2 separate regions of the Mus musculus genome follow, and region 1 is linked to region 2. A link is a contact called in public HiCAR-type data. All regions are on one chromosome and are shown on one strand. Each heading gives the region's core, a stretch centred on a gene start, on an enhancer-like site or on the middle of the called end of the contact. The rest is flanking DNA. Distances are from core to core; before and after follow the strand shown.

Evidence for each region. HiCAR-type assays count read pairs that join an accessible place to other places.
Region 1: a HiCAR-type map of kidney shows a contact between it and region 2, with 6 times the contacts expected there. The contact joins two enhancer-like sites. A contact is called at or near these places in 1 of 15 datasets of contacts at CTCF or cohesin (the NIH/3T3 cell line), 1 of 484 Hi-C or Micro-C datasets (nephron progenitors), 1 of 115 datasets of contacts at active chromatin or transcription factors (kidney) and 1 of 9 other capture datasets (embryonic stem cells).

Annotation. Positions count from the first base shown.
Region 1 is chr1:89,149,341-89,155,179 of GRCm38.p6, forward strand. It overlaps Sh3bp4 (SH3-domain binding protein 4), which reads left to right. Exons shown (of 6, transcript NM_133816.3): 5 at 2,860-3,048; 6 at 3,787-5,747. The coding sequence ends at 4,011. Among named protein-coding and RNA genes, the nearest start is that of Gm34331, 49 kb to the left of the region's middle. Within about 2 kb of position 3,516, at least 15 of the 459 cell types and tissues checked have an H3K27ac peak or open chromatin away from gene starts, as enhancers often do. A contact at or near this core is called in kidney, where this site is marked.
Region 2 is chr1:88,867,029-88,873,548 of GRCm38.p6, forward strand. No RefSeq gene overlaps it. Among named protein-coding and RNA genes, the nearest start is that of Platr5, 120 kb to the left of the region's middle. Within about 2 kb of position 3,048, at least 24 of the 459 cell types and tissues checked have an H3K27ac peak or open chromatin away from gene starts, as enhancers often do. A contact at or near this core is called in kidney, where this site is marked.

The DNA.
Region 1 (5,839 bases), core at 2,266-4,765, 280 kb after region 2:
TGTATGTACATATGTCTCTGTGTATGTGTGTGTGTGTGCGTGCGTGTGTCTGTGTGTGTGTCTGTCTGTCTGTAAAACATGTACCCTTGAAGGCCAAAGGGGAAGGAACATCAGATCCATTGACACTGGAGTGACAGATATTTGTGAGCTACCTGATGTATGTGTTGAGACCTGAACTCTGGTCTTCATGACAGAGCAGCAAATGGTGTCGCCAACTAAGCTATCTCTCTAGTCCCAGGCAGCATGCCTTTGGTGTAAAACAATGTTTTCTATTTTAAGGACACCATCTTGAGTAGGCCCTGTGGTCTCTGTTGGTTTTTTTTTGGGGGGGGGGTGGGAAGGAGAAAATGTTGGCTGGAAATTAGAGGAAAAGAAATTTAAGTAGACGAACCCATGGTGATCTCATTAAACCCTCCCCCACCCTCTCCCCAACCTGATCCTGGAGCTACTGCTAAGGACAAGTCTCCAGTAGTCCATTGAATCACAGTATGGGGACATACAGAAAAAGGGCTACAGTGGGCCCTTTGCAGGAATGTGTCTGACAAGGAAGGGGTGAGACTGTAAGGCGCAAATCAAGAAGGCAGTTGTCTCCAGCAGGGAAGATGACCGAGCTGCCCAGGATACCAAGGAGGGTGGCTATCAAGAGAACAGAAGTGGCAAGGAGACTCAGGATGGATCATGAAGGAAAACCCACCTTATTCTGCAGACCAAGAGGTCACAGAGACTAAGCTGCTGGCTGTATAGTTAACTGGGTGAAGACGTAGGTCCATCTTGTATCATGCAGGAGAGCTTTTCCATTCAGACGAGAACATCTCAGGAGCAAACACACTAACACGAGCCCAAGTACTAGTTTACCTATTTTCCTAAGAGCTTGTAGAACAAGTTAGCATCCACATATCCTGTGCCCAACTGTTACTGTACATAATATCTTACAGAGACACAGCGTGTCCCTTGACCTCCCAGCTGTCTGCAGTTTAACTTGTGATGAATTTTAAAGTCACCTTACCACAACCTAAAATTGCTTGCAAAAAGAGTTTCAATTGAAGAATTATTTAGGTCAGGTTGTTCTGTGGTCATGTCTATGGGGAATTGTCTTGATTGATGATTGATGTATGAAGACCAAGCCCACTGTGGGCAGTGCCATTCCCTGGGCATGGGGCCCTGAAACTGTATAAAACTGAAAGCAAGAAGCAGACAGGATGGGTGTATTTGTTTCTCTCTGCTCTTGACTGTGAGTATGATATGACTGACCAGATGAATTCCTGCCTTGACTGCCCCTCAGTGATGAACTATAACCTGAAATTGTAAGTCAGATAACCCCTTCCTCCCATGTTGCTTTAAGATGTTTCTCACAGCAACAGAAATAAAACTAGAAGGGCTGCTGTCAGGCAACGTCTTTCTGCCCTGTGGAATGCTGGGACAGAAACCATGTGGCCTACAAGCCACAATTTCAATCTGCCCCTTCGCTCATATTAGCAAAATTCTATCTGAAATGAGTATTGTGTTTTATTTCCTTTGGTATTTTCCAGCATGCCTTTGTATACTTGAGTGAGCCGTGGGATGGGTAGGATTCCCCAGAGCTGGAATCCTGAGGCACACTTCCCATTGCTAGTACTTAACGTGTATCCAAAGCTCACCCGTTTGGAGAATGCACTCAAACACACTGGGTGGTATGAGCAGCTGGTAACAGGCAGAGCCAGTGCTGGGCTCAGAAAAAGTGGAGTGAGAAGAGCCCAGTCGAGTGCAGGAGAGGTGAGACGCCCTCATTGCTGACTTCAAAAGCACTAGCCTAGTCACTAACGGCTACTCCCAGAAATGGAGCCTTAGCTACCCTGGACCTGGCCCTGTGCTCTCCTAACCAATGGCCTACATTTCTCAGGACCTTTGTATTCTGTGCCCAGAGCCCCAGGGGAGAGAGCGGGTTTACTGGCTCCTGCCAAGAGTTGACTTGAATCGAAGCAGGTGATTTTGACGCACTCTGTCACCTAGGACATAAGGCCACCTCCAGAGCCAGGCACCCAAGTGCATAGACACCACGGCTTGTTTGATGTGATTAAGTGATTTATTGTCAAGCCCTCTTCATTTGCATCCTCTCCCAGGATGACACATAGAGCTGAGGTGACCTTTCCTGCCCCAGTCTATCCCTAAACTCACAGCCCTTCAAACAAAGCTTAATTCTAACTCTTGACCACTGACACATCACACATCCACTCCGAGACACATGGCTATACACATGATCATACTTTTTTTTTCTGGAATATAAACACATATTTAGTTTTATTAAAAATGATCTCTTTTCAGATACCAAAATCCAAGCGATGATCACTTTCAGAAATACATAAGTAGTTGACATAAGGTTAACCCTTTCACCCTGTCATCAGGATGGGTCAGCTCTCGATGTGCCATTGTCATGGAGAGAACCTCAAAAAACTGAGTCCTGCTTCTGCCTCTGGTCTCTCTCTCTCTCTTTCTGAGGGGCTCTGGACTTAGCTGCTCAGTGTCTGCCAGTATGTCCTATTACCAGCACAGCAGATGTGCTTGGCCAGCCTGAGTCAGGCCTTCCCGTGACTGGGAGTACCTCTCACCTTCCCTCTACTGCCTCTGGAAAGAGTATCAGTCCAGCCCTGGCTCATAGGTGGGTGGCTCTTATAAGGGCATTAGCCATGGTGGCCTGCACCCTGTCGTCTTACATTTTTCATGTTATAATCCCAAAAGCCCTTAAGGCATCTGTACCCTCTTGCACACCTGTGGTGCCAGGCAGGGGCCTTAGAACTCTTAGGATAAAGAGCATCATCTACAGGTTGACCGTCCCCTGAAGCCAAGCCTACCCTGGCCTCATGCTGCATTTCATCTTCCCAGGCTTTGCTGAAAATGGACTGCCAGGGCCTGGTGGTGAGACTCATCCAGGACTTTGTGCTCCTGACCACAGCTGTCGAAGTGGCCCAGCGCTGGAGGGAACTGGCTGAGAAGCTAGCCAAGGTCTCCAAGCAACAGATGGATGCCTATGAGTCTCCTCACCGAGACAGGAATGGGGTAGTAGACAGTGAGGTGAGTGGGGCTCCAGCCCCTTGGTTACTTTCTTTGCCCTCAGTTCCCTAGGGCCCTTGGGGTCCAATAATAAACCAATCTGCTTCATAGCACTCTAGCAGGGTAGGCTGAGGTGAAGTGAGGTTGCCCAATACAAAGTATACCCTGGCTAGGTGGGAGGCATCAGCCTGTTGTTCAGATCCTGTCTTCAAAACCTGGCATAGAGGGGTCAGGGCTGCTGTGCCACAATCTGGGCAGAGCACCGTCCTCCCTTGCTAATTTTACTTTTAAATTACCTCCTGCAACATCAATGAGTATATTAACAGAGCCGGGGGGGGGGTCCCACTATATTGGCTGAATTCCTGCTATGTTACCTAACTTCAACAAAGGTTGGGTGTGCTGGAGTCCTGCCCAGACACTGCCTGTTTGTGGAGGTGACCCTGGAAAGCTGATTCAGTCTCACGAGGCAGGGAAGCAGGAAGTCCCAAGAGGGAGGGTGCGTTCTCTATGCATGGGCAGTTTCTGATACACGGCACGGGTGAAAGTGGGTGCTGTAAGGCAGGAGAGATCCATCTCATGACTCGGACACAGGAGGACCCCACCCTTTCCCTAGTGTAGGCTAGGTTGCACTAAGGGCTCCACCTGCTGCTGTGAGTGTCACAGGAGTGACTGACTGAGGGACCTCACCATCCTGACCTTTCTCTTTCTTTCTTTCTTTTTTTTTTTTTTTTTAATGTTTCTGTTCACTGCATCACCCAGGCCATGTGGAAACCTGCCTATGACTTCTTACTCACCTGGAGCCACCAGATTGGGGACAGCTACCGAGATGTCATCCAGGAGTTGCACATAGGCCTGGACAAGATGAAGAACCCCATCACCAGGCGCTGGAAGCACCTCACAGGGACACTGATCCTGGTGAACTCACTGGACATCCTGAGGGCAGCTGCCTTCAGTCCCGCGGACCATGATGACTTTGTGATCTGAGTGGGATCCCTGCCCTACTGCTCACTGGAGTTGGGACTCTGCCCACCAGACCTGGGACTCCACCCACCAGAGCTTGGGACTCCACCCACCAGAGCTGGGACTTGGCCCATCATCTCTCCACAGTGGGCTGTGCCATCACCGGGTGGTGCAGGGAGGGATGGCTGCTCAGGTCGAGGCCTACCTGCCAGCCACGCCCAGGAGGGACTGAGGACTTTTGACTTTCTTCCCCTCCCCTCTATCCAGGGGCAGGTCCCAGGGGCTTTCTACTTCCAGTTGCCAATTGTGTTGCTTTCTATTTGTTGAAAATGTACGTTTAAATTTAAAATCACTTTTTTAAACAGAAGACTTAGAAAGGACGTAAGAAAGGTGGTATCTAATTTTTTAATGGACTGTAAAGGTTATTTAAAAATTTTTTCACCTTAGTAAAGGCAAATGCTATTGAGGTTTTTATGTTCTTTAAAGGCCTTTTCAAATTATGTTCCAGGGGTATGTAGATATTGTAAGGCCACAGGTGTTTCTGAGTCCCAGACATACTTGTATTTTGACACGCAGAGTGGGAAAGGAGTTGGCTCTGTGCAGACATTTTCCACTTGTCGCCTGTGGGAAGACGAGCCCGTGGGCCTGGTGACTTGTACGTGGCCTTGAGGCTGCCCATCCCTCCTTCCTTCTACCTTGCTGTCCTCAGTGGCCATCCACATAACATGTTGGTCTGTGTGCTTCAGTGAGCTGCAAAGTCCCCACATGGTAGCTCAGTACCATTGAGATTCTTCCAACAAATAAGGAATCAGCTGGAGTTAGGGGGCCGGGGGGAGGGGTCCCTGTCACCTGTCTATTTGGTTATTTGCAGTAACCATTCTGAAGAACAATGCCCCCTGAGAACAAGGTGGTCCCTGCCACTCTGGGTCATTGAATGCTGGCTCCCTCAGGGCAGATCCACCTCTGCTATAGGTGGGAGGAACACCCTTGCACCCAGCCAGAACCTGGTGGCCCCTGGCTCTTCTTATGTCCACCATGGTCACCTGGTGACTTTTCAGGTGACATCATATGCTGGCGTGTAGAGGTGCCATCTGCCATTGCCAAACTCCGCACTTCATCTCCACGTTTAACCACCTCCTTCCTGGTGCGCCCACATCTCCTAAGGGGATAACATAGTTATCCAGCAGTGTAAATATTAGCACGAGGAACATTTTCCCTGAATGATGCTCTCTGGAAGGTTGGGAGCTTGCAGAGGATTGTACCGAGGTGGCGGGTTATGTGGTCCATGATGACTTCCAGGGTCACACAGTATCTGGCATTTGGGGAGGAAACGGGAAGTAGAAAGATCAGCAGTTAAGTGACCCTGGTAATGGGAAAGACTTGGGCTGTCTGTTTACAGGGCCAGTTCCAGAGCCTCCCTCTGCTTTGTAGGCACAGGCTGATGACCAGTGTCCAACTTCTGCTTCCGATCAGAACCCGCAGACCAACAGACTTAGAAGTAAACAGTAGGTATTAATGCTGTAGGAACCAAGTCACAGGACTCGCAGGTCACCACAGTAATGCCCGTTACTCTGCACCTTCATTTTGCCCAGAGAGCATCTCTTTCTTGCCTTTTTTCCCCAAAGAAGAAACAAAACCAGTCGCACCTTAAACCATGGATATTTTTCCTCAGGGGCTTTGAATAGTTTCCTATGCAACAAGACTTGTAGCACAAATTAAATTCTACAAAAGTTGCAGTAAATTTTATTTGGACATTTCAACTGGTTAGCGTGTGTGTGTGTGTGTGTGTGTGTGTGTGTGTGTGTGTGTCTGTCTGTCTGTCTGTCTGTCTGTCTGTCTGTCTGTCTTTCTG
Region 2 (6,520 bases), core at 1,798-4,297:
TTCATTCTGGGTACCACCCCACTGCCATGCTCCTACCCACCTCCCTCCTCCCTACCTGTCACTTTCCTACATTCAAGACTTTGAGGTTTATTGTGCTTTACCATTTGCTTTATCAGAGCCATGTGTGCAGCTGTTGGGTTGGGACTGACTCTGGAGCCTGATGGCATCACCAGTAAGAACACAACTGAAGGCAGTAAATCTTTTGAGTTTATTCCTAGGAAATAGTTCAGCAGTGAAAAATAGGGCCTAGGCCCCTCCTCCACTCCCTGAACTGTCCATGGGCCAATGCAGACCCAGAACAGGCTTCCATAGCTGTCTATGGTTTCCATGGCTGTATCTTGCCCAGGAGATGTCGTTTCTCAGCTGTCTGGCCATCTTCTGGCTCCGACGGTCTCCTCCCACAGTATAACATCTGTGTCTCCACAGTTTTGATGGGAGCTGTAGGCTCTGCCTCCATAAATATGATTTAATAGAACTTTGATCCATCTTCAAAAAAAAAAAACTGAGCTGCATTTTGAGAGAACAGCCTGCTAGAAATCCAACTTCCGAGGGAGAAAATGGCTTCCTGCTTAGCCTCAAATGGCTTTGGCCGTGATTAGGTTTCAGTGTGAAAAATAAATGGGGCAGCCTGTTCAAGGCAAGAAGATGAGGAGAATGGAGAAGCACCAGGACCTAGGCAATTATAAGCAAGTCATCATATACCCTGAGCCCCGTGTCCCCACACAGAACCAGAGGAGTAAAGAGTAGGCAGCCTCCTCAAACCAACTCACCCAGGTCCCCAAATCCACAGGTCTCAGCACAGGGGGGACCTGAGGGTAAGCAGAGCAGTGCCTGGCTCAGAGTCACGCCTGTTCTGCATCCCATCCATACGTCATCCAGGCTCTGTCAGGACACTGTGCCTGGTGAACTAACACTGTTCTCGACATGGCTTTCCCTGCCATCTTCTTTGCATCTGAGTCTTTCAAGTCTGACTATCACAACAGTAACTAATAAAACAACACCAAAGATTGTTTATTCTTGATGTGCAAATCCTCTGGGCAAAGGGCTGGGACGGTCTGTTGTGGTGTGAATTTGGGATGTCCTTCATGGGCTCAAATATTTGAACTTGATCTCCAGCTGGGGACAGTGTTTGAGGAGGTTTGGGGAAGCATTTAGGAGGTGGGGCCTCACTGGAGGCAGGCCTCAGACCTTTCTATCCATCCCTACTTCCTCTTCACTCTCTGCTTTCGGAGCACATATATGGCGTGATCAGCCAGCTGCCTCTTCCTGCCACCACCTGCATTCCCTACTTGCTGCCATGTTGTCCTTCCAAGATGGACTGTGTCACTCAGGAACCATGAGTCAAAATGACCCCTCCCTGTTGAAGTTACCCTTGTCAGAGTATTTTGTCATAGAAATGAGAAAGGAGCTATGGCATAGTTGTACCCACTGGTGTGACCCACACTTACCTCTGTGTGCCTCACACAGAGAAGCCATGTGCTGCACAAACATTGTGCACACACAAATGCTTCTGCTTCTGCACACATATGGGGGAGTCGTTCAGGGGCCTATAGCTGGACAGCAGCACACAGCCCGTTCCTCCTGTCATCGTGGGCTCTATTGATAAGACATAATGGGGGAGCAAAGACAAAAAAGACGGTGAAGGCAATGGGGAGGAGATGGAGAAGGGGGTGCAGAAAGAGAAAGAGGAGGACAAAGAGGAAAGAGTGATGGAAGGAGATGCAGATGGGAAGAAGAGGGGATTGGAGGGAAAGGGGGCAAGGAAACAGTTGGGGAGGAGGGCAAGGAACCCATCAGCACATCCATGACCTCACATACTTATCTGACTTGTAAATCAGACTTTTCAAAACTACTGTCTTCATAGCTACGAAATAAGCATTATGTCATTTTAAACCGCAGTCACTATGCTGTGCAGATCAGTGATTCTTCCCAATTCACCGAATCTCTGCACCTTTTGACCAAGATCTTCCATACCTGGGGTGGCTGCCTTTCTGTCCTCTGTTCTACTGAACTCAAGCCTTTTAGATTCTGCACACAAGTGAGCACAAGCGGTACCTGTCCTTTCTTGTCTTTCTGACATTCTCTATGTTTAATGTTACCAGTGCCAGGATTATGATCCTTTTGTGGGTGCATAGTCTCTCCGCCATTCTGAGTATGAACCATCTTTTAGTGGACTCTTCAGTTGTTTCTTTAGCTTGCTGTTGTGAGACTGACTCTGGAACAGTTGTGGGAACATTGGTATGTGCTCCACATCCTGTTTCAATCTGGATGCATATATGCCCAGACATGGAGTTTTACAGGCTTAGAATCGGGCCATGTGTGTACATGCATTTGTGTAGATATCTGGGAAAGCGAGTATATGTATTTTTATGTATCCTATAATTGCAACATTGTAGCAAGCACTATTTTGTGTTCTTTGCTCTTCTGTCCCTTAAGAATATATTCTGAATATTTGTGTATGTTAAATCTTGAATTTGCTGCCCCTATGCCCAGGCATTGGTATTCAGTGACTCATTCCTCCTTACTAGGCGTTTGGGAATTTTGCATATTTTTCCATCTTAAGTAATTCTGCCAGGAATGTCTTTCCAGATCAACCTTTGTTTTTCACCTTGGAGTGAATTGGGTCAGAGGGCATTTATATTTTAAGCTATAACTGCATTTAGAGTGAGAGGCTTAAACTCAATAGGGAATTTCCAAGAGAAGCAAATCCAATTGTCTTTAATGGGTTGGAAACCTTCTGGGGGGTGGGGGACACCACAGGAGGTAGCTGGGTATATGGTACTTATCTACACATACATATTCAATGTGTGTGTGTGTGTCTGTGTGTCTGTGTACTTTGCAAATGTTTCTTTAGAAACTACCTGAGCAGCTACACTCCTCCCAGCCCCCTCCCTACATAGTCCTCCTCTGAGTGGTGGGACACACTAACTGGAGCAGCTCTTAGGCTCAGCCATGCAAAGCAATGGCAGCCCCCAGATGATCCAGTGGGACTGCTCAGCCCTCAAACAGCACACAGCTGACCACAGGCTACTGTCTCTGGATTTCTGGGATTTTGTCCAGGAGGCAATCAACTGTGAAAAAATGCCACAGCTCACGCCACTAGCTTCTAGGAAGAAAGACAAATACAAGGTAAATCTCTTCCTAAACAGAAAACAGTTTTGCTCCATAAAGTAGATGCAAAGTCACAGCTGTCGGGCATCTAGGGCGTCTAACAGCTGCCTTCTTGTTGATGCGTTTCAACCTGTTTTTACAGGATTTTAACACTTGGGTACCTGCTTCACTGTGTCCACCAGGACTAGAGAATTTTTTTTAAAGAGGTATTTCTCTTTCTTTCTTTCTTTCTTTCTTTCTTTCTTTCTTTCTTTCTTTCTTTCTTTCTTTCTTTCTTTCTTCCTTCCTTCCTTCCTCTCTCTCTCTCTCTCTCTCTCTCTCTCTCTCTCTCTCTCTTTTTCTTCCTTTCTTTCTCTCTCTCTCCCTGTCTCTTTCTTCCTTTTTTAAAAAATATTTATTTATTATATGTAAGCACACTGTAGCTGTTTTCAGACACACCAGAAGAGGGCACCGGATCCCATTACAGATGGTTGTGGAGATTTGAACTCAGGACCTCGGGAAGAGCAGTCAGTGCTTTTAACCACTAAGCCATCTCTCCAGCCCGAGAATAATTTTTGTATTGTGTAGAAAATTTCAAGGACTGTTTCAAAGCATAAAGGCTTTGAGGTTCAGATCCTCAGCACTGGATACTGGCTGGACAGCTGTGGTAACTAGCCTATGGTCCCAGAAGAAGACAGAGAAGACCACCCTGTCCCAACCAGAGCAAGCTGGGTAGCTTCAGACCTTGTCTGGATACTTAAGGTGGAGAGTAACTGAGAGAGATATTTGTTATTGTTAGGGTCATGGTGCAGGCAAATAATGAGGAAAAAAACCACTATCTTAATTAGGGTTTTACCACTGTGAACAGACGCCATGACCAAAGCAACTCTTATAAAGAACACTTAATTGGGACTGGCTTACAGGTTCAGAGGTTCAGTCCAGTATCATCAAGGCAGGAATATGGCAGCATCCAGGCAGACATGGTGCGGGAGGAGCTGAGAATTCTACATCATGTTCCAAAGACAAACAGAAGAAGACTGACTTCCAGGCAGCTAGGATGAGGGTCTTAAAGCCCATATCCACAGAGACACACCTATTCCAAGGAGACCACACCTACTCCAATAAGGCCACACTTCCAAATAATGCCACTCTCTGGGCCAAGCATATTCAAACCATGACAACCACTGAAGTCAGAAATAAACCAAAAGCAACTTTATTCATTTCAGGAAAACGCTTCTAACCTGTCAGGGTAGCCTCAGTCTCAGGCGCTGACACAACCACCTTGAAAGGTTGAGAGCAGCCTCCTCTTGAAGCATAAACCCACAAGCAGATGCTCAGGGGAGAGTAAAGAAGGAATTCGTAAGTTGGGGGTTAGTTCTGCAGCCCAGGGTGTGGCAGATAGCGGATGTTGGTGCAAGCTCAAGGCTATTCTTAGGCAGTGGTCTTAGTCTTTACAGGGCTCATGCCGGCCAGGTGGATTTACTGCAGCTGACAAGAACGCAGGACTTAAGGGCATGCAGTAAGATGGGGGCGACAGACCAATGCCTCAGATTGCTCTGAGCTCTTCATTATGAAATATAATGCAGCAGCAGGTTGGGGTAACTGGCAGGCCCTTGTCAAGGTGTCTCCCTGAGAAATCACACCATGAGACAGATCTGATATAAGGAAGGTTCATTTAGGGGAAGAGAGGGATGGGAGGACCTGAAGAAGGGGTAGAGGCAGACAGACTGGAGCAGAGCCATAAGGGCAGAGAAGAAGGGACAGAGAAGGACAGGATTGGGGAAAAAGAGGCCAGCCAGGAACATGTGGGGACAGAGAGAGAGGGGACTGGAGTGCTGAGCCGTCTTTTTATGTGCCAGGCCACCTGCACCTGGCAGGCAGCAGGTAATGGCAGCAGCTGATGAAGTAAGTCGCTGCTAGGTCCCTGGGAGGAGCCTAGTGGAATTGCCTGTAAGCTTACAACATCTGACATCAACCCCTACCCTCCACACACATATGCACACACGTGTACAAGCATATATACATGTAAAAACATATATACACACATGCCTGTACTCCACACAGACATAAAAAAAGACAAGCATATAAGTAAATAAATATCACATAGGAGCAGGGTACTTCCCTGGCTAGCATGGGCGTTGGAAGTGCTGCACAGAGAAGAACAAGATTCTAAAAAAGATGCTGTTGCTTCAACAAAGACTCATTGAACACTGGCAGCTTAGTCTTCCATGGCAACTGCACAGAGTTTGGAGTCACCTGGGAGACACACCTCTGAGTGTATCTGTGAGGATGTTTCCAAAGGAAGTCTATCGGAGAGAGGATACCACACCCTGACTCTGGGCAGCATTGTCCTATCAGCATGGCTTCTAGACCCTGGATAAAAAGCTCTCTGTGAGCAGAACACCAGCATCTACCTCTGCTTCCTGGCTACAGATGCAAAGTGACCAAGTGGCCAGCTGCCTTAGACGCTTGTCACAGGAAGAAATGATCATTATAGTCCAGTTTCAAGATGAGGCCTGCCCAGAGTCCATTAGAGAGTCACGGAGCAGCAGGAAGGTGAGGTGGTAGTGACCCTCTCTCCTCTAGCTGCCCGCTGGTGCCTTCCTGTCTCACAATTCTGAAGTTTGAGAGCTCTCAGCAGTAAGCTGCATGACTGCGTTTATGATAAGAGGAGGGAATAGTCTCAAGCCCCAAGGTTAGAATAAGGTTTTAAGTTCACAACCGGTAGAATGGGGAACTGGGCAAAGGAGGTTGGTAGAGTGTGTGAATGTTTGTATCAAATGCCCATGAAGTCAGAAAAGGAGTTCTCTTAGTTAGACCTGGAGTTGGAGATGCTTGTGAGCTACCATGTAGGTGCTGGGAATTGAGCTCAGGTCCTCTGCAAGAGTGACCCGTGCTCCCAACCACTGAGCCATTTCTCAAGCCCCAGCAACTCTCTTGAGAACCAGCCTTTGAGGAAAAGGGACAGAATTTTTCATTATCAGGGACTTTAAAAGCCACTGCTGCACACCAAATCCTCATTTCAGCCATCTTTGCCTTTTCTCTGTGCCAGCATCTCTTTCTGAAAATTGAGTCTCTTGAGTTTGTCACTGCAGAGTAAGGTTTGGTTCCCCATATCACCATCCCTCTCTGCCATAAATGGCTGGGTCCTCAAACCATAGGCTCATATGAACCCTTCCTTTCTTCCTTCCTCCCTCCCTCCCTCCCTCCCTCCCTCCCTCCCTTCCTTCCTTCCTTCCTTTGCTTTTTCTGGCATTTTGCTACAGTACCAAGAAAAGTGACTAATACTGACACAGAGACGAGAGATCCTGTGTCCGAGGATTGCCGTGGAGGAGGACAAGCCCAGTCCATGCACTGTGCTTGCTGCCCTGTACTTCAGACACTTTGCTGACAACAGAGCTCTGGCCTGCCTTGGCCCTGAATGTAAAGA